Linked DNA regions of Rattus norvegicus: regions 2 and 3 are each linked to region 1. A link is a contact called in public Hi-C data. All regions are on one chromosome and are shown on one strand. Each heading gives the region's core, a stretch centred on a gene start, on an enhancer-like site or on the middle of the called end of the contact. The rest is flanking DNA. Distances are from core to core; before and after follow the strand shown. Region 1 holds the start of Dbf4 (DBF4-CDC7 kinase regulatory subunit). Region 2 holds the start of Abcb1b (ATP-binding cassette, sub-family B member 1B). Region 3 holds the start of Sri (sorcin).

Region 1 (4,255 bases), core at 747-3,246:
CTCATTCATAGCTTGGAATTATCCCTTATGTAACTCATAAGGGCGAGTCTAACGCCATGGTTCCAACTCTGTCCCTGTCCTGTCTCAGAAGAAACAGAAATCACCTTTCAAAATGACTTCCTGATTTCATTACTTCCCAAAGAAACATGATTACATCTTTCCTGAAAACTTCAAATGAAAAAGGAAAGAAAAAAGAAAGAAAAAGAACCCATCTTCCCTTTCATCACTCCTTCCTTACTGGCATTTCTTTCTTCATTCATTGTGTTCAACCATGTGACTTCTAGTCCCCCAGTTTACACCTGGCACTTAGCTCTATAACCATTGGAACTGTAATTACCCCTATTACACCCTAACTGCCATTAAGGAAGTGGATGGCACTTCCTGCATCCTAAGCACAGCCTATGGTTCAGGTTCTAGCCAGTTTGAACTCTGCTGGGGACAGAGTTGTGCAAGGGTAATTAGAGTTCTTACTGTTCCAGGCCTGCACTGTGCTTTCAAGAATACAGAGCACCTTTCCACTGATAAGTTCTGTTCCCAGGGTCTTCCAGCTCCTCGGCTTCCTGTCCCTCTCTGCACTCCCCTACCCTCTCCACTTCTTCATCTCACAAGCACCACTCCAAGGCATTCCGCTCTCCCTCGTGGCTTTAATTCTATTCTGTATCAGTGTTTCTCAGAAATGTAAACCATTTCACAAACATGGAGATTCTGTGTTTTTCCTGGAGCTTACGCTTTGAAAACTGAATCCCCTCCCCCCAAATTTTTTTTAAATGTTTGCTCAAACTATAACTCCTCCTTCTCAAGATCTGTTAAGCACCTATTTATAAATTCATATTCATCAGTACAATGTCTCTTTTTTTTTTTTTCCGGAGCTGGGGACCGAACCCAGGGCCTTGCACTTGTTAGGCAAGCGCTCTACCACTGAGCTAAATCCCCAACCAGTAAAATGTCTCTTAACATGTATTTCCCCTCTTCTAGATATTTCTTACGATTACAAATTATCTCTAACTCTCTTAAATCAGTTTAATAAGGGCAGACCCATGATTGTCACTCCAGCTCCCATCCTTAACCTGTTCAAAACAAAATCATTTCTTTTGGCAACCTAATCCGTCTTGATGTCATCTTTGGCTAACAGTCTCACAATTCACCTATCTGTGCCTGAATATACTTATCTGCACTGTCCTGAGGTACTCCCTCAAAAATCAATACTATAAGGAGTGTCTACCATAGCCAGGAGTTAAGAAATGCAGAACAGTACAAAACATTAACGTCTGTAAGGGTGAGAGCAGAAGTATACGCCAAACAAGTTTTGTGAGGCATTTTAAAACAAATCAGGCACTTGAATTTCGTCTGGACCATAATCTCGTAACTATTCCCGCTTTACAGATAAAAAAAAACCCTGAGACTTCATTTCCCACTCTTTCATTGCTGCAAAAAAGAAACCATACACACAGAGAGAAAATACAGGTCTGTACAGAGCAAAAGTACCAAAAGGGCTGCAAGAGCCGGGTCAGGCGGGTGGACCCCGGCCCCGCCGCCACCACGGCCACCCAGGACCTCTGCGGCCTGTCTGCAGGTCGGCGGGAGCCCAGAGCCGGCCCTGCGTCCCACACCGGGTTAATGGGAGTACCTGGTGGCGAGGCAACTGCAAGGCCGTGGTTCCAGCAAACCTAGAAGGTGATGACCGCAATGTGCTGAAGCCTCCGAGGCTAACTGCGTCCACTGCCCGGGTTGCCCCACACTCCCAAGTCTGCAGAGCGGCGCCAGAACCCGAAGAGGACGCCGGAGACCAGGGGTCTGAGGCACCGCAAGCCCGCGCGCTGGGGGCGGAGCGTGGGCGGGGCCACCACCCGGGGGCGGGGCTCTCGGCGCGCGAGGCCCGCCCGGCGTAGTTAGGGCGGGGAGCGCGTCTGGCGCCGCGGTCGCGTGACGCGTTTTCAAATCTTTAACCGCCGCAGCTCCCACGTCGGAGCTACAACCTCTTCCTGCTCCGAGCCTCCGCGCCGGAACCGGCCCTGAAACTCGGCCAGCGGACGCCGCCCGGGGCCGAGGCCAGGGCCGGTGGGCCCTTGGAGCTTTGTGTTCGGGGCCGTCCCATGCGGCCCCCGGTGCGGACCCAGCATGTAGGTGCTTGGTGGCTGCCATGAACCTCGAGACCATGAGGATCCACAGCAAAGCACCTCTCCCTGGTATGGAGCCCCTCCCCCGCCGCGGTCCCTTTAATGGTTTCCTACCCTGCCGGTTCCACGGTAGATTCTAGAGAGTCTTCCTGCCCGACTTCTTGTGCTTTTGCATTTCTCTGGGTTCTCGGCGCCCGGAAGGCGTTCGGTGTTGGTCTCCATGAGGGGCCGACGCTGCCCGGGCCCCTCGTGCTCTCCCCGCCTCAGCAGCGAGCGATCCGGCATTCCCGGGGCTGCAAGCTTCAGACAATGAGCAGGGTCTCCGATGGCCACACCGCCCCACGGAGGAGGCACCCACTGCCATTTGTGACTGTTAGTTCCCGTCACTCATTAGGGAGACGGAGGTGTGTGTGTTTCAACCTCATAGACAAAAGCAGATTTCAATCTCAATATTTCATATAAAAATAAAAATCCATTATAAGGAAAATTCCTAAGAGATACACATGTGTGTCTATTAACTAAGTACTAAAGTGCAGGTTGTGTTCGAAAAGTTTAGAGAAGTTGTTTGATACTCATCTGCTTTTAAAATAAAAAAAAGGACATGAATGAACCTAAGTTCCTCATATGTAAACAAAGTGCATGAACTCCATCCTTTAGTTCTTTTAAGTACTAGACAAACTATGAAACCCAAGTATGAGCATTCGGTAACCCTGGAGAATTAGGTTGTTTATTCTAGATAAGCGTGTGCGGGTGCCTAGGTAAATACGCTTTTAATATTTTAAACACCTGGGTTGAGTCTTTACAGACCTGCTAATACCAATATGAAGTTTACATCGGGAGAGAGTAAGTTTTCAAGAATGTCTTTATAGAGTTCCTTGCCTTTATACATGGAACAGGAGTAAGATTCAGCTCTTGTTCTCCAGTACAGAATTTGTAGAAACCATAGAGTGCAGCAGTTTGCCTTCATCCTAAGTGGTAAAGTTCGGGAAAACATTTAGATTCTAATGGCTTAATTTGTTATGACTAATAATGTCTCCTTTCTGTAATAAAGCTGTTGAATATTGTTAAACAGTTAAATTGTGTCTGCATAAAACATGGCCTGATTCTTTTTTTAATCGCAGGTGGCATCCAAGACAAAAATGAAAAGAATAGACCATCTTTGAAATCCCTGAAAGCTGATAATAGACTGGAAAAATCCAAATATAAGCCGCTTTGGGGGAAAATATTTTACCTTGACTTGCCTTCTATCACCATATGTGAAAAACTCCAAAAAGACATAAAGGAACTTGGAGGGGTGAGTGAGAACTGCACAGCCAGCAAAAGTTGAGAAAAGCAATACTAGCGTTCTGTAAGGTGAACTCACTAAGGAATTTCATTTTGGAAATTATAGCCATTTTGCCACCGTGATGAGCTGTTGATTATTAGTGAGTCATTTGGGGACTGGGAGTAATTCCCTGGCCTAGCACCTAGTGACATGTGCAAGACTTTCTGTGTTCAAGCCCCTCCATCAGAGGATAAAGAAAACATTTTTTAAACCGTTTGTAGCCTGATAAAATGTTCAAGTTTCTGTGATTAATGGTTTGGTATGAATGAGACTTCTATGTCCTAGAGAACTGCCTTTCTTTCAAAATAGCAGGGGCTACTTGACTGATTGCTGAGGGGAGTAGTTATGTTTTAAAATAATTCCATATATTATATACATAATATATACATATATACACATATATACATACATATATATTATATGTGTGTATCAATCATTACATGTATGACATACAATTTACTAGAATACACATATGGGTATACTGTGTGTGTGTGTGTGTGTTATGTACAAGGAGAGAAAGTACTGAGTCAATAGGTGACCGCCATGAAGGAACAATTTTACAGTAATAGTTAAACTGTATTACTTGTTTTCTCCCTTACTTATATGATTAGAAAACTTAGGCAAATCTCTGTAAAGACTTCTTAGGTATAATGTTAATATTACCTAAAATCTAGCAAATGTGGTTATTATGATTTTTACTGCTTTCAAAGGTTTCTGCTGGACTAAAAGTTAGCATGTTTTTGAACATTTTGTTCCCAGACTGGAAATTCACAAGAATATTTCACAGATTTCTTAGAGTTACTTATTAATGTGA
Region 2 (4,255 bases), core at 520-3,019, 350 kb before region 1:
TTTGGTGATGAATACCCACCTCTTACAAGTAAAACACTGCACATCGAAAGAATAAAGTCTTCTATTTCTTAAACCTCTTTTGGATTACTTTCAATCTAATTATGATATTATGGCTGGGCATGACAAAGTATATTTATAATTCCAGCACTGCAATGGCTAAGGCAGGAAGATTACAAGTTAAGAGGAAAACCCAGGCTACATGGTGATATTCTTTTGAAAAAAAAAAGGGGGGGGAAAGAAAATCAACCATGTTCTGAATTAATCTTCCCAGTTGCCTTCTGGGTAACTCTAGTGTAGTTTAATTATTACTTAGACATCTATCACCACCACCACCACCACCATCATCATCATCATCATCATCATCACCACCACCACCACCACCATCACCACCACCACCACCACCACCACCATCATCATCATCACCACCATCACCACCATCATCATCATCACCACCACCACCATCATCATCATCACCACCACCACCACCACCATCATCATCATCACTCTGGATCGTGATTGTAACCACTTTACTACAGAGAACGCAGTGAACAGATGTTGAACATCTTAAAAAAAAAGTCATGACTTCGTATCAAAGTTTCTTATCAGATTTCACACTTTGAAATGCAAATTCTTCTTTCACCTTGTACTTTCCCTCTTTACCCTGAAACCCTGTTTCTGAATAGTATTAATAGATCTACTAATTCCTATTGTCTTAGTTTACAATTTTCTATAAAGAATGAACCCACTGAAGTAAGTGTTTAATTACCGGCCACAGGCAGTCCACTATGATAAAAATACACTGAAAAATAACTGTTTTCTCTTGGCAATTACATTTTCAGTTTTTCTGATTTAAGTATAGATAACCAACCTTAAATGATCGACCTGTACTGTTCTGTTTCACTTGTGTTTGTATATGTGTTCACCAGAAGATAACGGACCACAGCGAGAGCCCAAGCAGCATATGGCTCAGGTGCGTGAGTGAGTGAACGACAGCGCTCATAAAGCTGGGGTCATAAAACTAAAGGGATGTGAGTGAGCAACGGCGGGTGTACAGGCTGAACAGGAGCCTCCTTCTGTCACACACATCTTAAGGACTGCTCCAAGCAGAGGCTGGTTTACATTTCTGAAGACTGAAATAACACCCACTAATCATTTAGTACAGTGCTAGAGGCTACAAACTAATCGCCCAAATGTACAAGCTATGTAAAGTACGAAAGTGAAACAATCTGGCTACCTCTTTTTGCCCATCTTTGAGAAGTTCTTGTCTGCTGTTCCGTTAAGGCCCTCTTCAAACTCCATCACGACCTGGGGATAAACCACAGTTCATCAGCCAAACACATGGCCGCGGGGACCAGAGCCTAGGCAGAGCTCACTGCCCCAAGGAGCCCAGTGGTGATGAGGGGCCCCGCCCTGATGCTCCAGCGGCCGGGTCTGGAAGTAACTCTCCCGGGGGAATCCCGGGGAAATGTGTCACCGCATAGACCTGGTGCTCTGCTCTGGATCCAGTCATCCCACCCTGCTGGGTACCCTTCGCCCCCGCGCGCTTCTCCACGGCCCGCGGCTGTGAGCTGGGCAGCAGGATGCACAGCGCAGGACTGGCGCTGTGGACACCAGCCTGGGGGCTGCTGCGGGAGCTCCTGGAGCGACTTGTGGCTTTCGCCACTTGGTCCCCAAGAGGACCCTGCCACCTGGACCAGGCTCAGGCATCCGGAGCACCCGACCCTTCCTAGGAAAGCCTACCTCACGTGACACCTCCGGGTTTCCTTCGCGAAGTCCGCCAAGATGTAGAATTTGGAAGAAGTAGCTCTGTGTTGAGCTGAGCCTCAGAAGATGGGAGCAGCGGCCTCAGCCTCTTACAGCTTCAAGAGCCGCTGCGGGAAGGAGCCAGAGGGCTTCCTCAGGCCGGAGATTTAAATAGATGCCGGCGGCCGCCCTGTGGCCCCGCAGCCAATCAGCCTAGTGGGTGGAATTGGGCAAGGAGGCTGGAGCGGTTGCGAAATAGGGATGGTTTCCAGGCTTCTCTGAGTTTTTGAGAAGGGAGCTGGAATTCCCCAGACATTAACACAGACATGTCTCTACATGTTCAGGTAACTCTCCATATGGACGTGTATATACCTGGATAGTGCACGGTTGCATCCCTGGTGAGTCATACTTAAAAGGACACATTCCCTGACATATCTAATCTAATATAATTAATAAAGCAGCCAGGAACCTCGCTTATTCTGTAAAGTTCCCTTCTGACAGCACTGCTTTTTTGTGTGTGTGTTTCTAAAGCTGGTAGAAATTTTTTCTGCGAAAGTCTTTTTTTTTTTTTCCAGTATGTTTGGCGTTTTTCTAAAGCATATCCATTCGGTTTTCTGGCTTTGATGATAGTCCTATACAGAAGTCTTATACAATTTCAAGGTAGAAATGATATTTTAAAGTACATAGCGTTTTTCAACTTTTAACTCTGGAATCGATGGCCGTGTTTTCCTCAGGGCATATCAAGTTTTTACGTGTTCTGGAATTCTGATTGATGCAGATATTTGAGTGTAACAGGTCTTTTTCTGTCTAGTTGTACCTGGCTGTGACCTAACATGCTGGCAACTCAGTGGCCGAAAAGTGTCAACCTGAGACAGAGCTCCTTGTCATTTTGTCCTTCCCCTACCCCACCCCCGAGCTGAGGACCGAACCCAGAGCCTTGTGCTTGCTAGGCAAGCTCTCTACCACTGAGCTAAATCCCTAACCCAGAGTGACAGTGAAGCCCAGACCACCTGGGTGGAAACTCCTATTCTTACACCAAGCTGCCTCTGTATCCACAGATACCAAGAAGTAGCCACCGTTGTTTTACTTAACTCATGGTCCACGGGGTGAGCTGAGGTCTCCTTCCTGAGCAAGATGGAAATTTTACTTGGTCTGTTAACTAGCTGCATTGAATGGAAGACATATCATGAAAGGACATCTGTACCTTACCTGCTCCTCAGGGGCTTCAGGTGAGGACGGAGGAGTTTGTCATCCTCCGGGCCCAGACCACCTTTCCCCAGTCTGTGTAGTGAGGTTATCTCGTGCACAACGACAAACCTTTTAACTCATCTTCTCAGCCCTGAAGGCTTTGCCCTCTCCTCTCTTCAGCTTCCCTTTGTAACCCCAGCATCCCTTCTCACCGGTGTGCAACTTGCAGTTTCCCCTTACAATCTGCAGGGGGCGAGCTGTGTTACCAACAGAAGGGACAGAGGCAAGGCCCCAACCCTTTCTCCTCAGTGGCTTGAAAAGAGGTCCCTTTCAATTTGTGCAAAACTGAAATATGTTGCTTCAACAAAGAAAAGAATTTCTCATACACCCACTCATATGGATTTGGGCGGCATAGAAACAAAGTTACAAGGTAGGTTTATGAGGTAATGTTTAGACTTAGGAATGACGGAGTGTAGCTCCCTCACCTAATACAGCAATGACAATAGTACAGTCATCTGTCATGCCAGCTCCCAGTGTTCCTCTCACTGTACCAACAGGGAGAGAACTCACAACTGTCCCCAAAGTGTCCCATCAGCTTGGTCCCTGATACATCCATTCATCTATTTTGAATGCTGCCACTCCAACATGCCCACCCCACAGCCCTCACGGCTGAGGACAGCTTTGAACGCAGCCTGACACAAAATAGTCAACCTACTTAAGGCATTGTAAGATTTTTTTCTGTGCTTTTTTTTTTTCCTTTGGGATGGTTCTTCAGCACAAACATCGTGGAGAGCAACTCTGGGCCTCAATATCAAAAGGCTGGACATACCCAGAAGAAGAAAACTCCACCATCTGTTGTTGGTAGGTAAAGATGTTTCTTCTTTGTGTGCTTAACCCACATCAATACCATGGCTTTCTTTCTATCCTTTGAACTGCCTTTGCCTTTATCTGTTTATCTTCCTTGATCACTTACTCAAAGTATCATTTCAGACTATCAGTTAACTTTTTTCTTAGGCCACTGATCTTTCTCAGTTTTCTAATCAGCTGTGCCTGTGTGTTGGGATGGTTCACTGCTCACAGCCTTAACTCTGTGTGGTCTGGCTGGAGCAAATGACCACAGTCATTTTCCTTCACCTTGTTCTTGCCTCTGCATTCCTTACTACAGCTTTGGTATATGATGTATATTTACTATACGGGTGCTGTCATATCGGGTGAGTAATCCTGAGTGTTCCTTAAGGATGCATGTGCGTTAGTTTTATGTCCACTCTATGCTAGAGTCATAGAGTGGAAAGGGCCCAGCCAACTGTGTGTGCTGCCATCCCTG
Region 3 (4,255 bases), core at 1,280-3,779, 310 kb after region 1:
GCAAACAGCCCGCACCCAGTTTGACCCAAGAAGCTATCAACATCAACCACTTTAAAATTATTTCACAGAGTTGTTTAAAACCATAGCCCTCCAACCCCCTTTTTAAAAGAGTGGGGAAGTAGGGTCTATCATAGACTTTTAAGCATCAGGAAATACAAGGTCAGGTCCAAGGAGAAAGAGGCCCTTGGGTCAACTTGACTCGGGAGACAGGGTTTTCCGAGCACAATTATATAGATACCAATACCTACTGACTGAGGTCAGAATAAGACACACAACACTTCTAGGGATTTTAAATAAAATATATAAATCCGAGTTGGTGAGAGCCATCGCGTTATAAATAGGGACGGGATCAATAATTTGCAAGAAGATGAATGTGTGAAATAGAGGCCAGTGCTACTGAAAGCCAAGCAGGTGGAGTTGCTTACATGCTTGAAGACACTGGCAATCTAAGAATGCTTGCCTTGAGGTGTGCTTTCGTCTTGTGGTTTCAAAGACACGGATCAATAACGGATTAAGTAGACACTCGAGAGGAAAGTTTCCCAGTCTTCGACTCAATTTTCCATTCAAATTCTCAAAGTCGGGTTTCTTAGAGCACCACCTCATCCGAGGCGGCTGGAAGATTTTGCTTAGCATATTCTAGAGCACTTTTTGTTTGTTTATGTTTGGTTGGTTTTTTAAAATCACGATCTCATTCTTTCGGACTCTTGTTTAAAACAAGTCTAAGGTGAATAAGTAGGAAGGTCCTCTCTGGACACATCTGGATTATATCCCTGAATATTTACCAAACACAGTGACCTTGCAAGGCAGGCACGTGTCCTTCCCCACAGTAGCCATAGGCATCTGTCATAAAACTCTCTGAGTGAGGAAGTGGGCCTTAGGACTCGCTGACCTGCATTCCTTCTGTGGGTCATCCAGCCACAACACCTAAAAAGGGCATAGAAAGCTAGCCTCACAGGAGCATCTGCACCTAGGGTAGAGGCCACCTTCCTAATAGTGACAGTCACTCTTGTGCTTGGAAGCTCTTTTACAGAACTTCTCTACCTCCTTTGTGGGTAAACGATTAATTATCGGATTCAACTGAAAGTAGCTATCAGTCGTAATGGAGCTATAGAATCATTAATCACCGATATGTGCTTTTAGGTTGGGCAAGCCACAGTTTTATGTTCAGATTTTGAACTTCTTTTCTGTAAGCAGCCCTTGCTCTGCCCTGATAATTCAGTCCTAAAGGCACCTTTAAACTTTGTAGATCTTCGAAGTATTTTCATAATCCCCCTTCGGGTCAATCGAACCCCAGTTTAATCACAAGTTTAGTTTTAATCCGATCTGTTATCAATACACACAACAAACACTCTGTCCTGCTTTGTTCAGATCTAAAACAATGCTTTCATTTCCTTCTCCTCTTTCTTTTTTTTCAGGCAAAGGGACTCACTTCCAGGGCAAAGATAGTTTTGTGCCCCTGCAAGAAATGCTAACACAAGCAGAATATAACAATTCCTCAATAACAAAAGAAAGGCTAACCTGTCCAGCCACAGCAGCAAAGTAACCATAGAGCGGGTCCTGAGTGTGTCCAGGGAACACAGGCCCCCCAGGAGCCCCTCCACACTGTGAAAAAGAAACATAAAGGCATCAGACACAGAATTGAGTCTACTCTTTCACCATGCAAGGCTTTTGTACAATTGACACCGTGTGGCCTTCACAGCCTCTAATTCCCCACCGCCACACCACACCACACTCCGGCTCAGTGACCCACCAGGCTTTTCCACTCCTGCTCCTTTGACATTAAAAGCTGGAGACTTGGTCCAAAATAAATCTCCATGAAGGTGATGCCATTATATGGGAAGCCACTTTAAAATCCCTATTAACTAGCTTAGGCTCGGGATTGTGTTCCTGATGGTTTATTACAGCTTTAGTAGTGTTTTAAAAGTACTTGAAGTACTAGGTAAGGCTGGAGTTAGTACAGGGCTGACAGGTGTGGCTTGGGAAGAAGGATGGTCCGTTTGTATCTAAGATGAGGGTGCTTCAGTCTCTGACAGTACATCTCCAACATCTGGCGAAGTGGTCTTCCTCTAGGACTTCAGCTTATTTCTCCAGTCTTTCTGGCCGACCTGTCACTTTCTTTTCCAGGGAGTGACCACAGAACCATTCTAGATCAAGATGGCTGTTGTTGCTTGGGGACATTCCGAGAGAGAGCAGGAAGTCAACACCCAGTTTGCACTATCTCACGCCACATAACCGACTCACAGAGTAGGCTTCCCGGGTCGCAGCCCACCCACCTGTGGGCCCGGGAAAGGCACAAGGAAAAGATGGGGAAGAAATATGGAGTGGGGCCAAGGCTGGACATCAGGGTCCAGGCGAACTCCCAGGGAGCGTCTGGGACCGCCCGCGGCGCCTCCTCCCGCGCGTCCGTGGCGCCCTCCAGTCCCTGGAGCCGAGAGGCTGCTGTGCCCTCACCCGCTGCACTTACCCCGCCTGGGTAGTACCCTCCGCCAGCGCCAGGGTGCCCGGGATACGACATGGTGCAGACTGCGCCTCCGCCCTGTGTGGTTGCTGCTCGGCCCGTCGGCCCAGAGCCGCCCCGGAGCGCACCACCAGGCCCCGTGGGGGACGCCGCCCGCCTTCCGCCGCCCGCCGCCATCCACCCTGATCGCCCTGCTCCACCCGGAGTGCCGCCCGCACCCTGATGCCTCCGTGCAGTGTTAGCACAGCGTGCGACCCATGGCCAGACGATGACCCAGGACCCCAAACGAGTTTATAGCAGGACCTAATCTCCCTCTCCGTCTAGTGGCACATTCCGACATCCAGGCACCGCTAGGGGATTTTCTTCTTCCTCCTACTGTGCTATTTTGTGGAACATTTATTTACTATTTACACCAAGTTATTGGATAGGGAGGATGGGATAAGGACGATGTGCACAGTTGTAGGAATGGGAAGAACAACTCCAGTGGGTGAAGGGGACACTTTGCAAAATAGGAAAGAACCTTTGATAGCCAGGTGAAACTTGACCTTGCAAGAGAGCTTTTTGCTTTGAATGACGGTGGCCTGTTTCTTTGCCAACTGTTAAGCTGGGTGCAGCTCAGGTGTGATTGCTAGGCGTGGATGTGTGCGGTGGGGTAGAAGAGGGCATTTTCTAGGCAGGAGAGCCTCACCCAGATCATTCGTGGAATATTGAATTGTTTAATTTTCTGGATGTTTCAAATAGAAACATCCGTGATGGTGAACCTTACTGAAAAGGATGTGTAACTCACTTGGGTTGTTCAGAAGATGGTTCAGTTTCTTTTTCGGCTTTCAGCGCAATTTTCAAGAGATAATTGTTTGCTTGCCCTTGACTGTAAAGGACTGAACTGTTTTTTGTTTATTTGTTTGTTTGATTGATTGATTGATTGTTTTTGATTGTTTGCTCTTACTCTTTTCTTTTGAGGCCCGGGTTCTCAGGCTATTCTCTCATGGCCTCAGCCTCCAGATGAGTCACTGTGGCTGCCTGGTTTTTTGTTTTGTTTTGTTTTTAACATTTTGAGAAATACTTTAATAAACAAAACTGATCACAGTGTGAGACCTTAACTTCTCTCAAGTTCTCTTTGGGTACATAAACTCCAAAAACATGAAAGTTATGAATACTGAGAAAAATTCTAAATAGTCCTTATGATCACATGACAAAGGTGTGGCTTGGATTATGTCTGCCTCCGGAGATAAAATTACTGTTTTCAAATACCATGGTCATTGATTAGGCATTTTGAGGTCTTGTCCTGCATTGTGGAACTTTTTAACCAGCTAGATGATCAGCACTGAACTCACACTTGAATTTAAGCTCTTTCAGGACTCATGTTTAAAAGAACACAAAAAAATATGTGTCCCTGATAAAGTGTTGGTAACTAATGCAGGATTCATTTGTCTGGTAAGTGACTATGCTAATTGTTACATTAATAGTCATTAGGCTCTGGTCACTCCTTCTCCCTTAACAAGCGAATTTTAATGGAGGGCTGTAAATGAAATCTTTACAGTGATTGCCGGCAAATTAGTATGCCCTTGCTGTTTCAGGTTCAGGAAAAAAATATGTGGCAACTAATAGTTACAACAAAGATAAATGTGTGTGCATGCGTGCGCGCGCGTGTGTGTGTGTGTGTGTGTGTGTGTGTGTGTGTGTGTGTGGCACACACAAAGTAATTAATGAGTGTCAGATGTCAGACCTTCAAAACACTTTACCTGTTTGTGTAGTCCTTATAAAGTTCTTTGAGATAGGTGCTTTTATTATGAAATT

What was found. Hi-C and Micro-C count contacts between places; a contact is called where the count stands out from the background.
Region 2: a Hi-C map of Schwann cells shows a contact between it and region 1, with 4 times the contacts expected there. The contact joins the promoter of Abcb1b here to the promoter of Dbf4 in region 1. A contact is called at or near these places in 4 of 12 Hi-C or Micro-C datasets (the A7r5 cell line, Schwann cells, frontal cortex and 1 more).
Region 3: a contact with region 1 is called in a Hi-C map of mammary epithelial cells, with 2.3 times the contacts expected there. The contact joins the promoter of Sri here to the promoter of Dbf4 in region 1.

Annotation. Positions count from the first base shown.
Region 1 is chr4:26,629,590-26,633,844 of GRCr8, forward strand. Dbf4 (DBF4-CDC7 kinase regulatory subunit) reads left to right here and starts at 1,997. Exons shown (of 12, transcript NM_001191748.2): 1 at 1,997-2,186; 2 at 3,239-3,411. The coding sequence starts at 2,141. Slc25a40 (solute carrier family 25, member 40) reads right to left here and starts at 1,794. Exons shown (of 12, transcript NM_001393710.1): 1 at 1,628-1,794.
Region 2 is chr4:26,278,260-26,282,514 of GRCr8, forward strand. It overlaps Abcb1b (ATP-binding cassette, sub-family B member 1B), which reads right to left and starts at 1,770. Exons shown (of 28, transcript NM_012623.3): 1 at 1,741-1,770; 2 at 1,235-1,305. The coding sequence starts at 1,299.
Region 3 is chr4:26,940,128-26,944,382 of GRCr8, forward strand. Sri (sorcin) reads right to left here and starts at 2,530. Exons shown (of 8, transcript NM_001128190.1): 1 at 2,465-2,530; 2 at 1,519-1,602. The coding sequence starts at 2,515.